2 separate regions of the Mus musculus genome follow, and region 2 is linked to region 1. The links are chromatin contacts, called in public ChIA-PET maps. All regions are on one chromosome and are shown on one strand. Each heading gives the region's core, a stretch centred on a gene start, on an enhancer-like site or on the middle of the called end of the contact. The rest is flanking DNA. Distances are from core to core; before and after follow the strand shown. Region 1 overlaps Dglucy (D-glutamate cyclase). Region 2 overlaps Rps6ka5 (ribosomal protein S6 kinase, polypeptide 5).

Region 1 (3,495 bases), core at 481-2,980:
AAGCTAGCTCTCACCCTGGGTAAACCACAGTTCCCCTGCAGGCCATCTCTTGTTCTTGTCACTGACTTCTGGAGGTGGTAGCCACCACAGACATGAACACAGACATTTCTCCTGAGAACAGACAAGGCTAGAACAAGGTTTGAGTGGGAATCACAATGTGAAGTGGAAAGTTTTAAAACCGGGTCCTGGAAGGCAGAGCACCAGCAGCCCCTGGGATGGATGCCCAGGAAGGGGTCCCCTCTACTCCTTTGTACCTTAGCCTCAGCGTAAGCTGAGAACCTGCCTTCAGAACCTGCCTTCTCTGAACTTAACGGGGTCTTAGCCTTTTTCTTAAATGGCTCAGCCATCTCCCCATACATTTCTTCCCACTGCAAGCATAACTTGTAACACTGTTACTCCTCAGCTTGTTCAATGCTGAAGTAGAATCCTGCTATTACTATGCCAAAAGCCAAATCTATGAATATCTCCTTTGAAACATGAATCATAAGATTGTTGGCAGCTTTTCCACGATGTCAATAGTATTGTAGTCATCTATTTTTTTTTTTAATTGTCAGGATATCCTCTTTATCAGAGTTCCTGGTGTGGAATTTGTACTGAACAAAAATGATAACTCAAAGAGACCTGGGCCGTGAGGCTTCCAAGCCAAGGTGTATTTGCTGAGTTGTGAGGTCTTGGGTGGAGGACTGGCCCCATTTTTAGTGTCTTCCACAGAACAAGCATGGACCCTGAAAGTGTGAACCCTGCAGGTGTGAATCCTGGCCAGAATAGCAAATAGCAGACACTGGAGGTTCATACTAAAGATTTTCTCTTTACACTTATATTTTATTGGAGTGTAAAATCCATACCATGTGTTCCTTTTTCACAATGAAGGCCCCTTAAAGAACCATACCAGACACACATGTGTAAAGACATGAAACAACATTTAGTAGGCTCAGATCCCACATGAAATGTCACCATGATGTCAGGAATAAATGTGCAATGGGGCCTGGTCAGTGGCTCAGTTTCTGGTTTTGTTGAGAAATTTAGGGTTGGAGGATGTGAAAGATCAGGGCGAGCTCATCTGCCTGAGCTCTGGAGAGGTCTGACTCACCTTTGGGCAATACTGGTAAATATGGCTTCCTTCCCCCTCAAAACGGGGAAAGAGTCAGGCTAGGTGTAGGAGTGAGCTGATGGAAAGTGTGTGTAAGAAATGTCAGGGGTGAATGGGGGTGAGGGACAGTGGGATGTCATGGCTGGAAGAACCCCATCAAACAGCAAATTATGACTGTATGGGGGAAAAAAGCATTTCAAAGATATAACTGTTTTGCTGGTGGTGGTGAGTATGAACCCCAGTGTTTCAGCTAACACTCCACGTGTGGGCTCTCTACCCTTTCTCGATTAGCCCAGGTCACAGTGATGCCTTGGTTGCCCTAGAACTCGCTCTGTAGACCAGGCTGGCCTTAAACTCAAAAATCCAGCTGCCTTTGCCTCCTGAGTGCTGGGATTAAAGGTGTACACCACCACTGCCCTTAGGCTCTGCTCTACAATTAACTGTTCCAGAATTCTCTCTTAACTGAGAGGCAGAAAGATTCCCAGAACAGAGCATAGGGTGGCCAGAAGAAGCCAGGATGAAGGGCAGGTAGAGCAATGCCCCTGGAACTCCTTCCTACCTAGACAAAGGCTGGCATCAGGCAGGGACTGTGCACACAAACAGCACAGCTGGTCACATGTGCACTGTGGTGGCACCCACCAGCTTCCGGATCATCTCAGCATGAACGTCATGGAAAGGCAGCCCATCCACTTCCATGCCCACGATGCCTGAGACACCACTGCGGACTTGGTTCTCTACCAGGATGCCCAACATCTTTTCTTCCTGGGAGGAAATACAGAGATGAGGAGGAGACAGACGACATGTGGGGAGAGGGAGGACAGAATGCGTAAATATCTGTAGAAAAGAAGCTTTGAGCTAGAGATCTCTGTTTCTCTCTGTCTCTTTCTTTCTTTCTTTCTTCCTTCCTTCCCTTCCTTCCTTCCTTCCTTCCTTCCTTCCTTCCTTCTTTCCTTCCTTCCTTCCTTCCTCTCTCTCTCTCTCTCTCTCTCTCTCTCTTTCTTTCTTTCTTTCTTTCTTTCTCCCTCCTCCTTTTTAAAACAGAGCCTCTGTAGCCCTAGTGGTCCTGGAACTTAATATTTAGACCAGGCTGGCCTCACACTCTTAGAGATCCACCTGCCTCTGCCTTTCAAGAGCTAGGCTTAAAGGCATATGGCACCACACCCAGGAATGTGTCTCTTTTTAACAAGTAAAATTTGAGATAAGGCATGGACTCACTGGAAAGCTCCTTATGAAAATCAAAATCGGGCTGGAGAGATGGCTCAGTGGGTAAGAGCACCCGACTGCTCTTCTGAAGGTCAGGAGTTCAAATCCCAGCAACCACATGGTGGCTCACAACCATCTGTAACAAGATCTGACTCCCTCTTCTGGAGTGTCTGAAGACAGCTACAGTGTACTTACATATAATAAATAAATAAATCTTAAAAAAAAAAAAAAGAAAATCAAAATCAAGAGCTGGATGTGATGGTTCACGCCTGTCATCTCAGTACTTGAGGGGCTGAGGCAGGAGGATTACAGTCAGTTTGAGGCCAGCCTGGGTTGTATAATGAGCTCCAAGACAGCCTGGCCTACAGAGTGGGAAGGTCTTAACTTCTCTCTATGTCTTGGAGATCCCATCTGTCATCTGGGGTCGTTGGTGACCCTGGTGAGGATATGGCTTTCAGAAGCTGTAGTGAGAATTAAATGAGACACTGGAGGTAGAGCATCCAGCATGGCCCTTGGCACACAGTAGGAAGCATGCTGGTTGTCAGTACAGTGGGGAAAGGCCAGAGCTTGCTCTCTGACTCACTTACTGGGTAAGGGGGAGGGGCTGGTCCCGTCTCAAACAAAAGCAAAGCGTTTAAACAGATCGGCTGTTTCTTCGGGCACTTACCTTCCCATGACCATATTTCATGCCCCAATAGAGACCTGTGTGGTCCTAACACATACCAGAGATGTAATCCTCCCACTGCCCCAGCCCCCAGCCAAGCCTGGGATGAGCTCCCATGCATCTGACTGTGGCAGGAGGCCCCTCCCCAGGTCCCGCTGTCAGCCTCTTGAGGGGCGGGCACTAGTTGGATTTCTATCGCTGTGATAAACACCATGACTAAAAACAGTGTGACAGAGGAAAAGGTTTGTTTCAGCTTATAACTCTTAGGTCACACACCATCACTAAAGAAAGCCTCAGGACAGGAACTCAAGGCAGGAACCTGGAGGCAGGAACTGAAACAGAGGCCATGGCCAGTGAGAGGCCAGCCATCTTCAACCCAGGAAGAGTGCATCCACCAAGGCACTGACTCTGCCCTGCCTTCAGGGTTGGACTATCCCTGCTTCTACAACTGGAAGAACGAAAAATGAGCATTTTTGTACCTCCCGGCCTATGGTATTTTGTTACAGCAGCCTACACTGACTAAGATACAGGGCAACAA
Region 2 (3,879 bases), core at 995-3,494, 230 kb after region 1:
GCAGGACTTCTGCATGAGCCTGCCTAGTCACTCACTAGGCAGCTTTAGACCACCAAAGAGTGACACTCCTTCCTCCAGCCACTGTTAACTTTGTAATCCTTCCGGGAGGTGTGAGGCCTCATAAACTCTTCCTCCTTCTTCGATGAAAGTTTGATGATTCTGATCTTGTACAGGGAACCTCAGCTGCAGTGAGTTTATATAGAAGGCATGTCCTGTTCAGAAGATGTTTTACATCAGCTTTCCCCAATATGGCTCTTAAATTCTTTTTGCCCCTTCTATGGTGTTCGTTTAATATTGAGGGTTTGTGTATATGTGATATGCACTTCCTTTAACAGCTGAGCACTCCATAGTCACTTATTCTCCATACTTTTAACCAGTTATGAATCCTAGTATTTTAACCACCACAAAAAGGGCCTCTGCTGAAGGCTGCACTCATCTATGAGTACAAAGATAAGTCTATAAAAGGCAGTTCTTACTATATTTGTTTAGCAAAATAATAATAGTAAGTTCTCCCCTTTGGACTATGGCATTCATACATTGGTTTTGCGGCTGGGCTTACAGTCCTAGACGAGAGTACTGTCCTGTGGGGTAGGCTTCTCCATCTACCAGAAGGTAGCATGTTGCCCCCATGGCATTATGCCAGTATTGCAACAGCCAGGTTGATTAGCACTGTAGCTCAGAGTTTATCTTTGGGTAAGAATCTTAAAGACTTACCTTCTAGGAGCCTTCATAGAATCTCTTACACCTAAAGCTCCATCGCTGTCTTTCTGTCCATTTGCAACAGCTTACCCGACTTCACTGAAAATTTATCAGATCCAATTCCTACAAACGCAGATTTACTTAAAATTACCTGTAACTTGGGACTGCGTCATAGATCGACAGTGAATAAGGACGTTGATTGTGATGGTTAGTGCAAGTTGCCTATTTAACAGGATCTACTTGAGAGATGAGCCTCCAGATATGCCTGTGGGGAGTTGTATTGCTTAGGCTGATATGTGAAGACACACACACTCACTGTGGGTGGCACCATTCCATGCATGGGATCCTAGACTGCTATATAAACGTAGAAAGTGAGCTGAGCAGCCGTGTGCATTTGTCCTCTGCTTCGTGATTGGATGGGGTGTGACCAGGCGCTGTCACCTTGACTTCCCCACTACAGACGGTAGCGAGCACTTTTGAACTGTGAACCAGAATAAACCCTTTCTCCTTAAGGTCGCATTTATCAAAGTATTTTATCACAGCAATAGGAAAAGAAATTAAGACACCTAAGAGTTATAGGGGTTTCGGTTTGTTTTATTTTGTTTTTTGGACACACTGTTGAATATAAATGACTTTTAGTGTCCAAAATGTTCAGAGAGGGATTGACAACCTCTGGAGCTGGAGTGGACCTCTGATGCCCGATGTGGGAGCTGGAAACTGAACTTGGGTCCTTTGTAAGGATGCTCTCAGGGGCTAGAGAGATGGCTCAGGGGTTAAGAGCACTGACTGCTCTTCCAGAGGTCCTGAGTTCGATTCCCCAGCAACAGACGGTGGCTCACAACCATCTGTAATGGGATCTGATGCCCTCTTCTGGTGTGTCTGAAGATAGCTACAGTGTGTCTGTATATCTTTAAGAAACAAAACAAAACTATAACATCTTTAAGCTGGGCGTGGTGGCGCACGCCTTTAATCCTAGCACTCAGGAGGCAGAGGCAGGCGGATTTCTGAGTTCGAGGCCAGCCTGGTCTATAAAGTGAGTTCCAGGACAGCCAGGGCTATAGAGAAACCCTGTCTCGAAAAAAAGAAAAAAAGAAAAAAAAAAAAAAGGACACTCTCTACTCTTAGCCACTGGGCCATCTTACCAACCACAGCAACTTAATAAAAATGGGCAGTATTTACTAAATTAATATGCAAATATCTTGTGACTCAGCAATGTAGTTTTAGGTATCTGAGCTACCAAATACCTGCCCAGCTAGATAAATAAAGTATATTTTGAGAACATTTCTTACTCTACATATTATAAGAATGGGAATGCAGGTTGTCTGTAAGCCAGAGAATTTTAGATTTCTTCCTCCAGAATCACAAAAGAGTGGGGGTGTGATAGGAATGTGGCAACTGTTTTTACAGTCGCTTTTTGATTGCTTTAGTATTTACTTGCCACCAGGCACCACTTTGGGTATTTTTCAGTATAGCAACTCATAGGCCTTTGCAGGCAGCCCTTAGGGATTGGATTAGGATTGAATAGGACCCCTCTTATCGCCTTTGTGATGCAGATGAAGTGACTTGAGTGAGATGGCTGACCTCTAACGAGATAATGTGGCATCTGTGTGTCCAACTCCTGGGTTATTTTGGTGCATCAGGACAAGCACATTTATTTTAGTAACAGATTGTGGAAAACAACTGCAATGTCTATTTTTGTTACTTTTCTTTATCTTTCCCAGTTTACCAGCCTTCTTACCCTGTCATCACACTTAGGCCACTCCATTGCTTAAAGAAGCTCACTCACTTTCATATACTTGAAACAGAACAATGCATGTTAAATAGAATTGTGGGTTTTTTTTTTTTTTGTCTCTGTGACAAATGACTGAATTCAAAAGGGAAAGTTTTTTTTTTTTTTGACTCATAATTTTACCCTATAGTTTGCCAACTCCGCTGTGTCTTGGCTTGTAGCAAGGCTTAACGCCATGGTGGAAGGGCATGCTAGAAAAATACTCTTCACTTACACCATCCAGGAAACATAACAGTAACAGGAAGGGGCCACAGCCAAGATATACCTGTCAAAGACCTGACCACAGCAACACATTTCCTCTAATCAGGCCCCACCCTGCACCATCTTTCTACAGTTTATTTGGATTTTTGAGTTTATCAATTGATTGTTAAACTGTTAATAATTAGACTGCATAGACATACGGGGTTGGGGGGGGGGCTTTAGTGCAATCTCAATTCAATCTTATTGCCAATCAGGAGTAACCATGACATACTCTTAACTCTATAGTCAGGTTTTCAGACTACTCTGACATCCTGTCTCCTCTCCTACCAATCTCCTGTTATTCTGCTGTCCTACCCGCACTGTAACCGAGCTAAATTATTTACCCACTCCTCTGTAAACATGCATTTTTTGTTTAAATTTTTTTCTGTTTGAAAACAATTTCGGCATTTCCTAACTGAAAGTGTCAGGTGCAATTCTTGATCTCCCCAGCCCTCGGCTAGCCCACTTTTTCTGGAGCTGTTTGACTTAAATGATTTGATGTCTGTAAAGTGCTTAGTGCCATCGCTGGCAGATAGTGATCCATCAGATTAACTATCAAAATAAAGTTGAGAAAAGTACAAGATGGAACTAGAACATCTTGTTGTGGTATAAAGAAGAAAGTGTAATGGGGGCAGAAGCAAAGCTTTCCCTTGTGGAATAATACTGACATAGAGAGGGAAAGAGAGTTATAAAATCATCACTCCACACTAAAATGAGTGGGTGGTAGTTTAGTGAGAAGCAGGATAGTTTTGCATAATCTCAGTTCATTTCTTCATGGTTTGCCAGTTGAGTACAAGGAAAAACATAGTAACTTTACAGTGGAGAAAACTGACAATCAACACTTCAATGACTAAATTAATGGCATGATCAAAATTAACTCTAGTGTTAGGAAAACTCATCTGTATTTCCCATGTGACCTAAGAAGATGGCGTCATCCATTGGCATTTGTTTGAGGAGTTTATTACTTTCATATGACCATGACAACATCATATAAAATCTACATTGAAGATTTGTGTACACTCAGGATGTATCCTCTTCAAAGATGTCAGGAGTAAGAAAAGAATGATGGAAGCATCCACACATGTCTTATGTAATTTCCAATGAGCTGTGTGATCTTGAGCTGGATTTTAGAGTGGAATAAAGTCACTACA

The links. ChIA-PET counts read pairs in DNA pulled down with a chosen protein or histone mark.
Region 2: a contact with region 1 is called in an RNA polymerase II ChIA-PET map of memory CD8 T cells, with 75 read pairs. The contact joins two enhancer-like sites. A contact is called at or near these places in 1 of 484 Hi-C or Micro-C datasets (bone marrow-derived macrophages), 3 of 115 datasets of contacts at active chromatin or transcription factors (bone marrow-derived macrophages, effector CD8 T cells and memory CD8 T cells) and 3 of 9 other capture datasets (adipose tissue, liver and pancreatic islet).

Annotation. Positions count from the first base shown.
Region 1 is chr12:100,869,661-100,873,155 of GRCm38.p6, reverse strand. It overlaps Dglucy (D-glutamate cyclase), which reads right to left. Exons shown (of 13, transcript NM_145448.5): 13 at 546-1,852. The coding sequence ends at 1,703. Among named protein-coding and RNA genes, the nearest start is that of Gm36572, 22 kb to the left of the region's middle. Within about 2 kb of position 1,730, at least 12 of the 459 cell types and tissues checked have an H3K27ac peak or open chromatin away from gene starts, as enhancers often do. A contact at or near this core is called in memory CD8 T cells, where this site is marked.
Region 2 is chr12:100,635,301-100,639,179 of GRCm38.p6, reverse strand. The region is part of intron 3 of Rps6ka5 (ribosomal protein S6 kinase, polypeptide 5); the gene reads left to right. Among named protein-coding and RNA genes, the nearest start is that of Rps6ka5, 88 kb to the left of the region's middle. Within about 2 kb of position 2,244, at least 35 of the 459 cell types and tissues checked have an H3K27ac peak or open chromatin away from gene starts, as enhancers often do. A contact at or near this core is called in memory CD8 T cells, where this site is marked.